Linked DNA regions of Sus scrofa: regions 1 and 3 are each linked to region 2. A link is a contact called in public HiChIP or PLAC-seq data. All regions are on one chromosome and are shown on one strand. Each heading gives the region's core, a stretch centred on a gene start, on an enhancer-like site or on the middle of the called end of the contact. The rest is flanking DNA. Distances are from core to core; before and after follow the strand shown. Region 1 holds the start of CNR2 (cannabinoid receptor 2). Region 2 holds the start of ID3 (inhibitor of DNA binding 3, HLH protein). Region 3 holds the start of PNRC2 (proline rich nuclear receptor coactivator 2).

Evidence for each region. HiChIP or PLAC-seq counts read pairs in DNA pulled down with a chosen protein or histone mark.
Region 1: an H3K27ac HiChIP or PLAC-seq map of skeletal muscle shows a contact between it and region 2, with 4 times the contacts expected there. The contact joins the promoter of CNR2 here to the promoter of ID3 in region 2. A contact is called at or near these places in 2 of 47 Hi-C or Micro-C datasets (epiblast stem cells and skeletal muscle) and 2 of 2 datasets of contacts at active chromatin or transcription factors (alveolar macrophages and skeletal muscle).
Region 3: a contact with region 2 is called in an H3K27ac HiChIP or PLAC-seq map of alveolar macrophages. The contact joins the promoter of PNRC2 here to the promoter of ID3 in region 2. A contact is called at or near these places in 3 of 47 Hi-C or Micro-C datasets (heart right ventricle, liver and skeletal muscle) and 1 of 2 datasets of contacts at active chromatin or transcription factors (alveolar macrophages).

What each region holds. Positions count from the first base shown.
Region 1 is chr6:81,690,326-81,694,149 of Sscrofa11.1, reverse strand. It overlaps CNR2 (cannabinoid receptor 2), which reads left to right and starts at 1,600. Exons shown (of 2, transcript XM_021095532.1): 1 at 1,600-1,753.
Region 2 is chr6:81,422,641-81,426,507 of Sscrofa11.1, reverse strand. It overlaps ID3 (inhibitor of DNA binding 3, HLH protein), which reads left to right and starts at 2,339. Exons shown (of 4, transcript NM_001243602.1): 1 at 2,339-2,540; 2 at 2,543-2,731; 3 at 2,855-2,937; 4 at 3,485-3,867. The coding sequence starts at 2,433. The coding sequence ends at 2,914.
Region 3 is chr6:81,721,622-81,725,445 of Sscrofa11.1, reverse strand. It overlaps PNRC2 (proline rich nuclear receptor coactivator 2), which reads right to left and starts at 2,520. Exons shown (of 3, transcript NM_001244508.1): 1 at 2,368-2,520; 2 at 1,258-1,463; 3 at 1-969. The coding sequence starts at 951. The coding sequence ends at 532.

The DNA of each region.
Region 1 (3,824 bases), core at 351-2,850, 270 kb before region 2:
AAGCAGAAAATAGCAACAGTTTGATGAGAATATCTCACATTGCTTGCCAGAGCATTTTGTTCTCATTGTCCCAAATTAATTCAGGCGCCAGCATCTATGTTGGAAACTGAGTCATCTGAACAGTTCAGAGGGCCTAGATGTTACTGAAGCTGCCTCCTTGAGGCTTGACGGGAGAGATACCGCCCAGGAAGTTTCATTCTTCAATCAGGCCCCAAGTGTGGTGGTGCTCTGGGCCCAACCATGGGCAGATGCATCCAGTAGATGGCAGCATCTCACAGAACAAGGACTGGGGAAGCCGACTGTCCGCTAGGAACTGAGAAAACTGACGCCTGACCATCCCATGCAGGTGCAACTAAGCTCCCGTGGGGAAAAGGAGAACAGACTTCCTGTGTGGGTCCCATCAGCCCTACCCAGGGTACCCAGGAGACTTGGAGATTCTGGACCAACTGAGCAAAAAGGGCCCTTAACCATCATCTTGTCTAGTGCTGCCGAATATGTGTCCAAGGACCAACAGAATCACCTGGGAACTTGTTAAGAATTCAGATTCCCGGGTCTCGCCCCACAATACTTTGGTCAGAAACTTGGGGTGGTGTGGGCCAGCAATCTGTTCTCACAAGCCCTTCAGGTGATTCAGATCCATTGGACGTTGCAGAAGCACCTATCATTTTAGGAGTAGGGAAATCGAGGCCAAAGGAAGTAACTTATCACATAGCCAGGCAGTGGCAGAACCACCCTGGAACCCAGATTCCCAGATTCCCAGTCCTTTTCTTTCTTTCTTTTTTTTTTTTTTTTGTCTTTTTAGGGCCATATCTGCAGCATATGGAAGTTCCCACGTTAGGGGTCAAATCAGAGCTATAGCTGCTGGCCTACACCACAGCCACAGCAACGCCAGATCCAAGCGGCACCTGCGACCTACACCATAACTCATGCAATGCCAGATCATTAACCCACTGAGCGAGGCCAAGGATCAAACCCACATCCTCATGGATACGAGTCGGGTTCTTAACCCACGGAGCCACCAGGGGAACTCCCCTACACAGTATTTTTAAAGATTTGACTTTGTGGGCAACCTTCTAAGACTGGAAGCCACTACATAAAAGTCAGGATTTCTAGTCTCGGAAAATGTGGCCCATCTTTCAAATGCTTTGACCATTGGCAATTGGGCCTGCACTCCCCAGGGGCTAGGCTTCCCTGGAGCTGAGAGGGGTGTTCCCCATTCCCCACAGCCTGCACCACTCCCTGGTGCCCCACACCGGCACTCTTCACCCATTTATGTTATCTGCCTGGTGCCTGAATGCATCTGGTTCAAAGCTCTGATCTGGAGGGGTAGAGGCATTCGTATGGAATGTCATTCTAGGTGATCTGTACCAGGCTAGTGCCTTATCCCCATTTTACAGATGAAGAAATTAAGGTTTAGGGAGGTTAAGTGAATTGCTTAAGGTCATAAGAACTGGCTGGATTAGAACCCAAATCCCGCAGCTCCAAGGACAATACCCTGGTCAGAGATCCCCATGAAAAACAGTTCAACTCCAAGGGCAAGAACGTTGTGGCACTGGGGACCCAGAGGGGAAGTTGTGACAGGGACGGAAGGCCACACTCACTCATCTGTGAGAAAGCAAAAGCAAGAGACAGCTGGTTTGGGGGCAGCAGTCCAACAGGAGCTCTGGCTGGGCCCTAGGGCCAGGCTTTAGCCACACAACTGCCAGGACTCCTCAACACCCAGCAGGGTCAGGGAGCTCAGCCACAAACAACGGTGAGTAGTTTTTCTTGCTGTTTTATTTTTTTTTTTATTTTTTTTTTTTTTTTTTTGTCTTTTTGTTGTTGTTGTTGCTATTTCTTGGGCCGCTCCTGCGGCATATGGAGGTTCCCAGGCTAGGGGTCGAATTAGAGCTGTAGCCACTGGCCTACGCCACAGCCACAGCAACTTGGGATCTGAGTTGCATCTGCAACCTACACCACAGCTCACGGCAACGCCAGATCGTTAACCCACTGAGCAAGGGCAGGGACCGAACCCGCAACCTCATGGTTCCTAGTCGGATTCGTTAACCACTGCGCCACGACGGGAACTCCCTCTTGCTGTTTTATTTGGGGATCCTTCCTCATTGCAGAAAACCTGTGTTCTTAACTTACCCCTTCCCTCCAGGGTTGGGAGAAGCTGGGTGGGCCTGCCAGGGGCCAGGAGATGGATGTCCCGTGAGGCCTCCTGAGGTTTTTGAGGGCCAGCACTGGAAGGCACAGGGCTGGTCCAATCCCTACCTTCAGACAGGTCAAGAATCAGCCCTCGGCTTTCATGTCTATCAAAGTTAGGATAGAAGGTGATGCTCACAGCCCGCAGACAGCCTCACATGTGCCAGGTGCTACTCTAAGGGCCTTTCATGATTAAATTTATTTAATCCTCACAACTGTCTACAGTAGGTGCTATTATCATTCCCCGCTCGGCAGACGGGGCCTCAGCTACTTACCTGATGTTACAAGGGCATGAAGTGAGGGTGCTGGGCTTGCACTTCGGCATCTGGCTCCACAGCTTACTTACTCTTTGACCACAAGGCTATCCTGCCTTACAAGGTACAGGCTTGAATAGCAGGTGGTGGCCAGGAAAGAACCCCAAAAGACTAGGGCTCGAAGAGATCACCTGGTGAGTCCTGGCCTTCATTTTACAGATGGGGAAACTGAGGCACAGAGAGACACGGATTGCCCAGTTGGGGCATCTCGGTAGTGTAATGTGGTCTAGTCCACGCTAGACTCAGAAGACCAGGGTCCACTTCCCTGGAGGTTCCACTCAGGGAACAGTAGTGCTGACACATGTGCACTGGGGCCAGTGTCTGGGTGTGAACCCCAGGGCTGCCTCTAGTAACCCTAGGGCCTTAGACAAATCACGCCACTTCTCTTCCAAGAAAACCTGGGCCCGAGACCATCACTCAGGCTCATGGAGGGTTGACTGGATGACGCTGGCTCCGGGATGGGGGTACCTGCATTGGGAGTGGCTGCAGAGGAGATTCTGTTCTTCACCCCACCTGCCTTTGCTCTGGATTGGAGATGAGGATAGATAAGGCCACAGGCTGTTTTGCCCTAGTATGGGTGGCATGCAGACATCTTCCAGGCATGAAGACCAGGATTGAGTTGGAGGAGGGGCTAGGGAGGAATTGGGGGAGGCCCCGGGAGATGGCATGGGCCTCAGCCAGTGAAGCAGGTCCTTTACCTTTTGGTTGGTTAACGCCAGTTTAGGGTGGGGAAATGGCAGCCCAGCTCAGCTGAGCAGAGCCCTCCAGCACCAGTCTCTTCTCTTCCCTCCTCATCTCACTGCATCTTCTCATTTTACCCCATGCTCTCGGATGTGTACAAGACATTCTTTTGTTCATTTTTATTAAAGAATGTTCAATAGGACTCTGAGCCCTCATCCTACTGGGCTGGTCAGAAGTTGAATCTGGAGTTCCCATCATGGCATAGTGGAAGCAAATCCAACTAGGAACCATGAGGTTGCGGGTTCGATCCCTGGCCTCACTCAGTGGATTAAGGATCCGGTGTTGCCGTGAGCTGTGGTGTGGGTCACAGATGCAGCTCGGATCTGGCATTGCTGTGGCCCTGGTGTAGGCCTGCAGCAACAGCTCCAATTAGACCCCTAGCCTGAGAATCTCCATATGCCATGGGGGTGGCCCTAAAAAGGACAAAAAGACAAAAAAAAAAAAAAAAAAAAGACAGAAGTTGTATCTCAGCGTGTACTGAGTTTCCCTCACCCAACCCCCACCTTCTAGCACCAGACATCAACTCTTGGGGTCTTGTAGGAGCACAAAATGACAGAAGCCACTCTGGCTCCTCCTAGGATG
Region 2 (3,867 bases), core at 1,090-3,589:
ATGCATCTTGGGAGATAATGTAAAGGTGCTTTGCAGATGGCTGTTCAAGTCTAAGGCATCAGTGGTAGTAATGGAGGAGGGAAAAGGAAAGAAGGGAATCTGTGTGGACCTGTGGACTGAGCACACAGCACTCAACCATCCCCCTGCTGGGTCCTCAGCCACCAGGGAGAGGAACAGGTCTGAGGGAGAGAGAGCATGTCAAGTGCCTTGCTAAAGATATAAGGTGGGTCTAGTTAGTTCCATTTTATAAACTGGAAAATGGAGGCACAGAGAGGTGACTTACCCAAAGTTCCCATTCTTAGTAAAAGAGAATGGGGATTTGAACAGAAATCTGCCTGGCCCTGCAGGCCGTGATTTTTATAGAACCTGGGCTTGACTGTTTTACACAAACCACAGAAATCTGCATGAGAAAAGGAAAGGGTTTTCTACTTGGTCATTCAGGAGTCTTCATAGGCACCATTTCCCCTTCCCCCATGACCAAATATAGCTGGCACACTCTTCACTTGATGTCTGTAGCATATATAGGCTGATTTGTCCATTCACAGGACATTTTCACCCTCTTTCTTATATTAAAGAGGTCCTTGAAAACATTCATATTTCAGGAAGAAATCTTTTCAAAGACCTCTTTTTGGGGGCACAGAGCCCTGTGGTATGATGGCAAAGAACAAGACTTCAAGTCTGGCTCTGCCATTACTGGTGGTGTGGTGGTGTGAACTTGGAAATATTTTATAGCTCCTTTCTGAACTTCACCATCCCATACCTGCCTGTCCAAATTTCAGAAAGGGTTAGACCTCCCTTTATGAGTTGGAAAGCTTTTTAAATAATCACTTCGCATCATCTCCCCATTTTATTCACAAGGCAACTAAACAAAACCCAGAGTACCTGGGCTTGTTCAAGATCACATCACAAATGAGTGGCAAGCTAGGATGTTGAATCTAGGACTCCTAATTCCCCATCTAGTGTCCTTTTTACTATGGTTATTTTGAGACTCTCCTCACTCTGAGCTCCCATTGTCCTGTTAATCAGTGCCACATACTATAAGAACTCTTAATGGTTTCCTGTGTTAATCTTGTCTCCCCAAATTGTGAGATTCTTGAGAGCAGGAGCCACTGTTTTATGTGGAGTGACTCCATAAATATTTACCAACTAATTGATTAAGGAAGCAACCATTGGGGGCATCCCACTTGGTCAGTTCCGAGATGGAAACCAGTATTTCCATGCTTCAGATTCCCCAAAAGTCCAGAGACATAACAAGAAGACAAAAAAAGAAAACCTAATACAATGTCCTGTTGCAATAGGAGGCTTACTTGCCTGTCTGCTGGTCCTTTCCTGGGCTTTCTGATAGAGCTGGAGCCATTTCAGCAAGACTAAGAATAATCAAGTCCAGGTGGCCTGCCCTTCCATAGCAGAAAAGCAGTCGGGTGATGAAATTACTAAACTATTGTTTTCTGCATAGAGATGTGGAGAATAGGGAGAAAGGAGAGGGTTAAAAGAGATTCACTGACCCAGTGGGAGCTCCTAAAAAGGTTATCTAGAAGTCATTCCTCTGTCACCCCATATTCAAAACTCTGTCCAAAATTCTAATCAAACTCACTTCCAAAACATAACTGGCATGTATCTGGCTCCTTATGGAGTGCATAGGGCCAGAGAGTGGGAGCCCTTTCCTTCCCCACGGAAAAATCACGAATTCAGGCTGCTTTCTTCTTCTTTTTTTTCTCTTCCTCCCTTGCTCGAATAAATAGTGTTCTTTGCTCAAACCCCCTTCCCCCCCTCTTTCTGCAATCTCAGCGCCTAGCTCAAATCTGTTTTCTTCATTGTAACCTCAGCTTCACCGCAATTAATTTTTTCCCCCTCTGGTCACAAGATAATTCCTGACGCCAGTGAGTCTGGAGGTCAGACGAACAGCAAATTGGGGAACAAGGCGGCACTAATTCCTTACAAGTTTCCCTTGAAAAATCTTTTGCTTAAAAAAAAAAAAATCTTCTTTGCTGTTCGGATTTATGACCTCGGAGGACTGTGGGTTCGAACCAGTGTGGGGCTGTGGGTGGACTGGCAGGGGAGCTCTAAGATCTGGGGCGCTGCCAGGAAAAGGCAAATTCTTGAAGTTAATGGTTTTAAGCGATTTTTAAAACCCTTGCTGGCAAAGAGGCCCGCCTCTCTTCAGTATCAGCGCTTCCTCATTCTTTGAACCCGCTGCTCCGCGGTATTCGGCGTCAGATCTGCCAGAGGAAGCCTGTTTGCAATTTAACCGGGTTGTGAACGCCCAGGGTTGGCAGAGGCGGGGCCGAAGCAGGCTGTTTTGCATAAAGGGGCGTGTCTCCCAGGCGGGCTCTATAAATGCAGACATCGGCGCGTGTACGCGCATTGCAAGCTGTTTAAGGGGTTCTTTGGGTTTTTTCTTCTTTTCTGTACTTCCAGTCTCATTCCTCAGTATGAAGGCGCTGAGCCCTGTCCGCGGCTGCTACGAGGCGGTGTGCTGCCTATCGGAACGCAGCCTGGCCATCGCGCGGGGCCGCGGCAAGGGTCCAGCAGCTGAGGAGCCCTGAGCCTGCTTGATGACATGAACCACTGCTACTCGCGTCTCCGGGAACTGGTACCCGGAGTCCCGCGAGGCACTCAGCTTAGCCAGGTGGAAATCCTGCAGCGCGTCATCGACTACATCCTCGACCTGCAGGTGGTCCTGGCCGAGCCCGCTCCCGGACCCCCAGACGGCCCGCATCTTCCCATCCAGGTGCGCGTGGGCGTGCTCGGGAGCCGGGGCGGGGCTCAGCTGAGCTCCAGGGCAGGGATACGGCGGGACCCCGAGAACTTCCAAGTGCCATGCCTTAACTCTCTCCTCTTTTCCTCTTGTCAGACAGCCGAGCTCGCTCCGGAACTTGTGATCTCCAATGACCAAACGACCTTCTGCCACTGACCTGGCGGTCCTGGTGCTTCCAGGTGAGTGTCCACGCCTTCTCCCTGGGGCGGGGGAAGCGGCTCGTGCTTAAACGGCAAATCCTGGAGTTAGTAGGCCTTTTGCGGGATTACTAACCACTCGGTTTAGGGAAATCGAGGCCAGAGCGGTGCAAGCGACTTGCCCGTGGTCCCATCAAATGAATGACGGAACCAGTTCCCATCCAGTGTCCGTTTCAACCTGAAACGCACGTTGTCCCTGGCCTTACCCATGGCCAAAGACGCGCGAAAATAGGCGCAGTGCCGACTAAATAAAATAGCTAGTCTGTTTGTAGCTTGGAGTGGTAAAAGGAGCGATGTTTTCTTCAGCCCCCTCCTAATTAGTGCCAATTCCAAAAGGGAGGGGTGGTGCAAGCTCGCCTGTGGTCCTTTGGCGCCAACTGGGTCGGGGGGGAGCGTGGGGCGCGGAGTTATCAGCTGGAGGTAGAGACCAAGTTTCCTCCCTGGCGCCGGCCAGTCTGCGGACGGCCCCCGCCTCGGCGCGCTCGGCGGAAACTGACGGCTCCCTGGTCTTCTTTCCTCCCCCGCCCAGAACGCAGGTGCTGGCGCTGGTTCCGCCTGGGACCCTGGGACCCTCTACGGCCGGAAGTCCTAGGGCATGGATGGGCCCCAACTTTGTCGTGCCCACTTGACTTCCCCAAATCCCTGCCTCGAGGCTGGACCTGCGCCCGGGAGCGAAGGACTGTGAACTTGGGTGGCCTAAAAAGCCAGAGCTAGCTCTGGCACCAGCTGGGCGGCCTCCCGCAGCCTCCACCCCACCCCCAAGTTTTAAAGACTGTCTTTCAGTGTGTGGAGGTGTAGGGGGGTGGTGGCTACACTCCAAACTCTGCCAAGGCAGCGGTAGAGCTGGTCTTCTGGTCTCGGAGAAAGGCTCTGTTGCCCTGATTATGAACTCTATAATAGAGTATTTAGCTT
Region 3 (3,824 bases), core at 1,271-3,770, 300 kb before region 2:
TAGTGCCCTGTACACCATATAGTTAACTAAAACAACTATAATCTTTTTAAAAAGTTCACATTTTTTTGGCAGTGCATCAGGTTGTTGATATGTAACTGGTCTGGATGTTTCTAGAACATTGAACTCAATATTCAACTAGTTTTCAACCCCTGTATGTTTTAATTTGATGCTTATCATCAGATTCACCAGCTTTCAACAAGTAAACCTACTGATCCATGAATGATAATCTTAATTTTCCCAACAAGCAATAGAAAAGGTTGATTCCTTTATCACTCCCCAAATCTGCACTTGGTTTCATTTAAATGGTTAATCCATTGAAAACACTTAATTTAGTATTGATAATCAAGTACAAATCTTAGTTAAGTTGCACTGATTCTATCATTACATCAATGCACATAACACATAAAAGATGAAGTCTAATTATATTTTCTACGCAAGCTATTTTACAGATTAATTCCCTTGTGTATTTAGTCTGAAACAATTGCCAATTATCCCTAAATATTGACTAGCTTTGAACATTAGTACTTTATCTCATACCTGTACTTTAAGTAAGGTTTTTAGTTGAAATGTCATTATTTCTTTATCGGAAGGATTGAAGGAAACAGGAACCCAGTGGCTTGGTGGTTTAGGAAGAACACTTGGTGACGGTGGCTCACTAAATTTGGCTCCAGCATAGTTCTGATTAGTTTGAGACTTAAAAAGTAAGGTGGGACTTGATAAGCTAGAGTTCCAATTTTGATTATTTGGAAAATTTTTGTTCTTCCCCCCATTTTGCATGGCTTGCCATGCAGCTGCTGATGAATTGTAAGTATGTCCTCTTTCCTTTTTCTTATGAACAATCTTCATCTGGGAATTCTGATCCTTGGTCTTCTGTCTATTAAGCTGTTGTTGGTTCTTACTAACATTTCTAGATTGAGGGGCTGGAATGTTATACCTCTCTCCACCACCCATCTTCAGCTTCTTTGTCACCTGTAAGCAAATGGAAACAAAATGCTAAGTAAAATTCCACTTAAGATAGTTTAAAACTTTAAAAAAACTTCAGTAGTCACAACTTGTAACCCCAGAAACCTTGGTGAAGACTCAAAGATGTGCTATTCAGCTGCTTTTTACTTAATTACAATGCCCACACTTCATATGCACAGCCTTTGTTACTTCTTGAGAAAAATGAACTTACAAATTGGTATGATCCTCTACTTAAACAGTTTAGGATGAGTCCATAAAAATGTCTGCCCCATTTCAACATGAAGTCTTGGATACCTTTCAGTCTGCTTTTCAGATTGCAGGATTTCCACCACCTGTCCTCTTCCTTGCCGCCAAGCCCAGGATAAGAGATGTTGCTTTCTGACAGATCCTTTCCTTTGTCTCAATACAGAAGTTTTCATGGGCCGATCTGCTGAGTTCAGCCTAGGAACTGAGGCCAACATCTGAGTCTCCTCAGCACACAACCTTGAGAGAAGTCCTAGCTAAAAAGCAAAGATTTCTAAATTATTTCACGTGTTAAACAGGAGAAAGCGATCATTTATTATTTGCTACAGAAATAGTTAAATGGCTACTTCCTAATTAAAAGGCAGAAAATAATGTCTCTAAAGATGGCTTTGACCTTAGAACTGTCATCATCTAAGAACTCTTCTAAGCCTTGAGATCCAGGAACTCATAAGGAATTGGGGAAGGGTGTCCGCCAGACCTCTCAATAAGTTGTATCTTTTTTCTAGGAACTTTTCAGATTCTCACACGGATTCTGTGACCAAAACCAGTCAAACCACAGAAGCATTAACTTTCACAGCCATGCCAAGAAATGGGCTTAAACTGTGTTTCCTAAAGAAGCTATGTTTTTAAAGTCTCACCATTACTTTCCAATCTTTGCACACATTACACATCCGTTTCCACAAAGCCTCCTCTCCAAACAGGTTTACGTGATGCAGCGTTTCCTTTAGTTTTGAACTCTTGACTCCTCCCCATTTTAAAAGAAGTTCCACAAGCCATAACTGAAGTCACTGTCCCATCTAATATGTATGAAAATGCCTATCAGGAACATTAAACATTCAAGATTTCGTTTGCTATTCCAAGAAACCAAGTCACCATATAAATAATAAGCCCTCTTTTTTTTGAAAGAGCGAGAGGCCCTTCCAGACTATTTTAACAGCCCTAAAGAAACTACGAATTCCCGGATCGTGAGTCATTCCCAACAAGAGCCTGGAAAGTTCGGCTCTTCCGATGTGGCTGGGTTTCCGAGCCGCTCCGCGTTGCTCGGGCCCGGCCGGGGAACCCGGTCTTCCCCGCCGCCTGCGCCCGCCGGGCACTGGATCTGACTTCCTACCCCCAACAATGGGGAGCGCGGCCGCCAACATGGCCGCGCCCGCCACTCACCGACTTCAAGCTCGGGACTACGACAGCGGCGGATCCTGCTCGGCGTCGAAGCCCCCCTCCCCTTCCAGGGAGAGACGAGGCACGGAACGAGCGAAGCCAACGGGCACCGACGAGCCTGCTGCAGGCCACCTTAACGTCCCGGCCGACCTCCTCCTTCTGCCTCTACCGACAAAATGGAGGCGACAGTGAGCGCAGAAGCTGGGCCGGGAAGCGCGGCGGCCAATCAAAACACGCTTTCGCGCGGCCCGGCCAATGACACGCGGGCCGCCGCCTGTTGCTGGGGCCCGACGGGGCCGAGGGAGGGGAGGTGGCTGTGGCCGAGGGTTTCAAATACTCCTCGAGAAGAGCATGTCGGGAAAGACCGCTGCGGGCCCCGGCTGCCGCCCTTTCTCGGGCCCCCGAGTGACACCAGCCCCTTCCGGGAGAAGCCCACCAGGCCCCGTCCGACACCCCAAGTCGCGGCCAGCACCAGCCCCTCGCGCCGATTCCAGGGTCCGAGAGCCGCGCGCAAGCGGCTCCGGGGAGAAGGGCGTCGGCCGCCCACTGGAACAGCGGCTTCCTCCCGCGCTGTCCGGCCAGTGGGTCCCGTGGCACTCGGAACCAAGTGGGTTCCGGGCCATGGGGAGTCACTGGAGGGGGCGTTGAGTTCCCGAGTTAAGTTCACTGAGCCGAGTAACCGATCTCTTACACATGGAAGATACTGATCAAAGTTGCTTTCCGAGGCTGGCCCCTGGCCACTTAGTCCAGACACTCCTCCCTCTCTGTTTCTCGGTCACGCCAGCGCCCCAGCTTGCGGTTCCTTCCCGCCCCCCTGGCCCCCAGCCTCGAAATTCTAAGAAGCTACCTCTTCTGTGAAGGCGTTTCCGACGCACGTGCGGGTCAAGTTAATCAGTTCCTCCTTTGTGTCTGACTGGTCTTGAACTTCAATCACACTATGTGGTAGCTACTTGTCCGCGAGTTCCCGCGCACACATCCTCCGGGTGGGGTTGGGCAGGGGGCAAAGCAGGGTTTCGTTTCTCTGAACACAGAGTACGTTGTAAGTGCCCCAAGAAGAGTTTGTTGAGAGGAGAGTTCCCTTACTTATAACCCTTTCTGCAGTGTGTAAATAAAGGGAGGAGAAAAGAGTTAAGTTCGTTTGCCAGTGAGGTGCAGCAAAGAGGAAAAGGACAACTTCTTGGGAATAAATGGATAAGCAACCCAAGGCTCGTATTTTAAAAGAGAACAACAGTTTCTATGAACATAGGAGTTTTTTGGTTTGTTGGTTGGTTTTGCCACCTCATGGGGTCAGATCCAAGCCTTTAACCAGATCCATTAACCCACTGTATCCAGCTGGGGATCCAACCTGCATCCTGGCAATGCAGAGACAGCCTGCCCATCCCCTTGGGCCATAGCAGGAACTCCCTGGGCTTTTTCTGTTGGCCTTGCCCTCTAGTATGTGGAAGTTCCCCTGGCCAAGG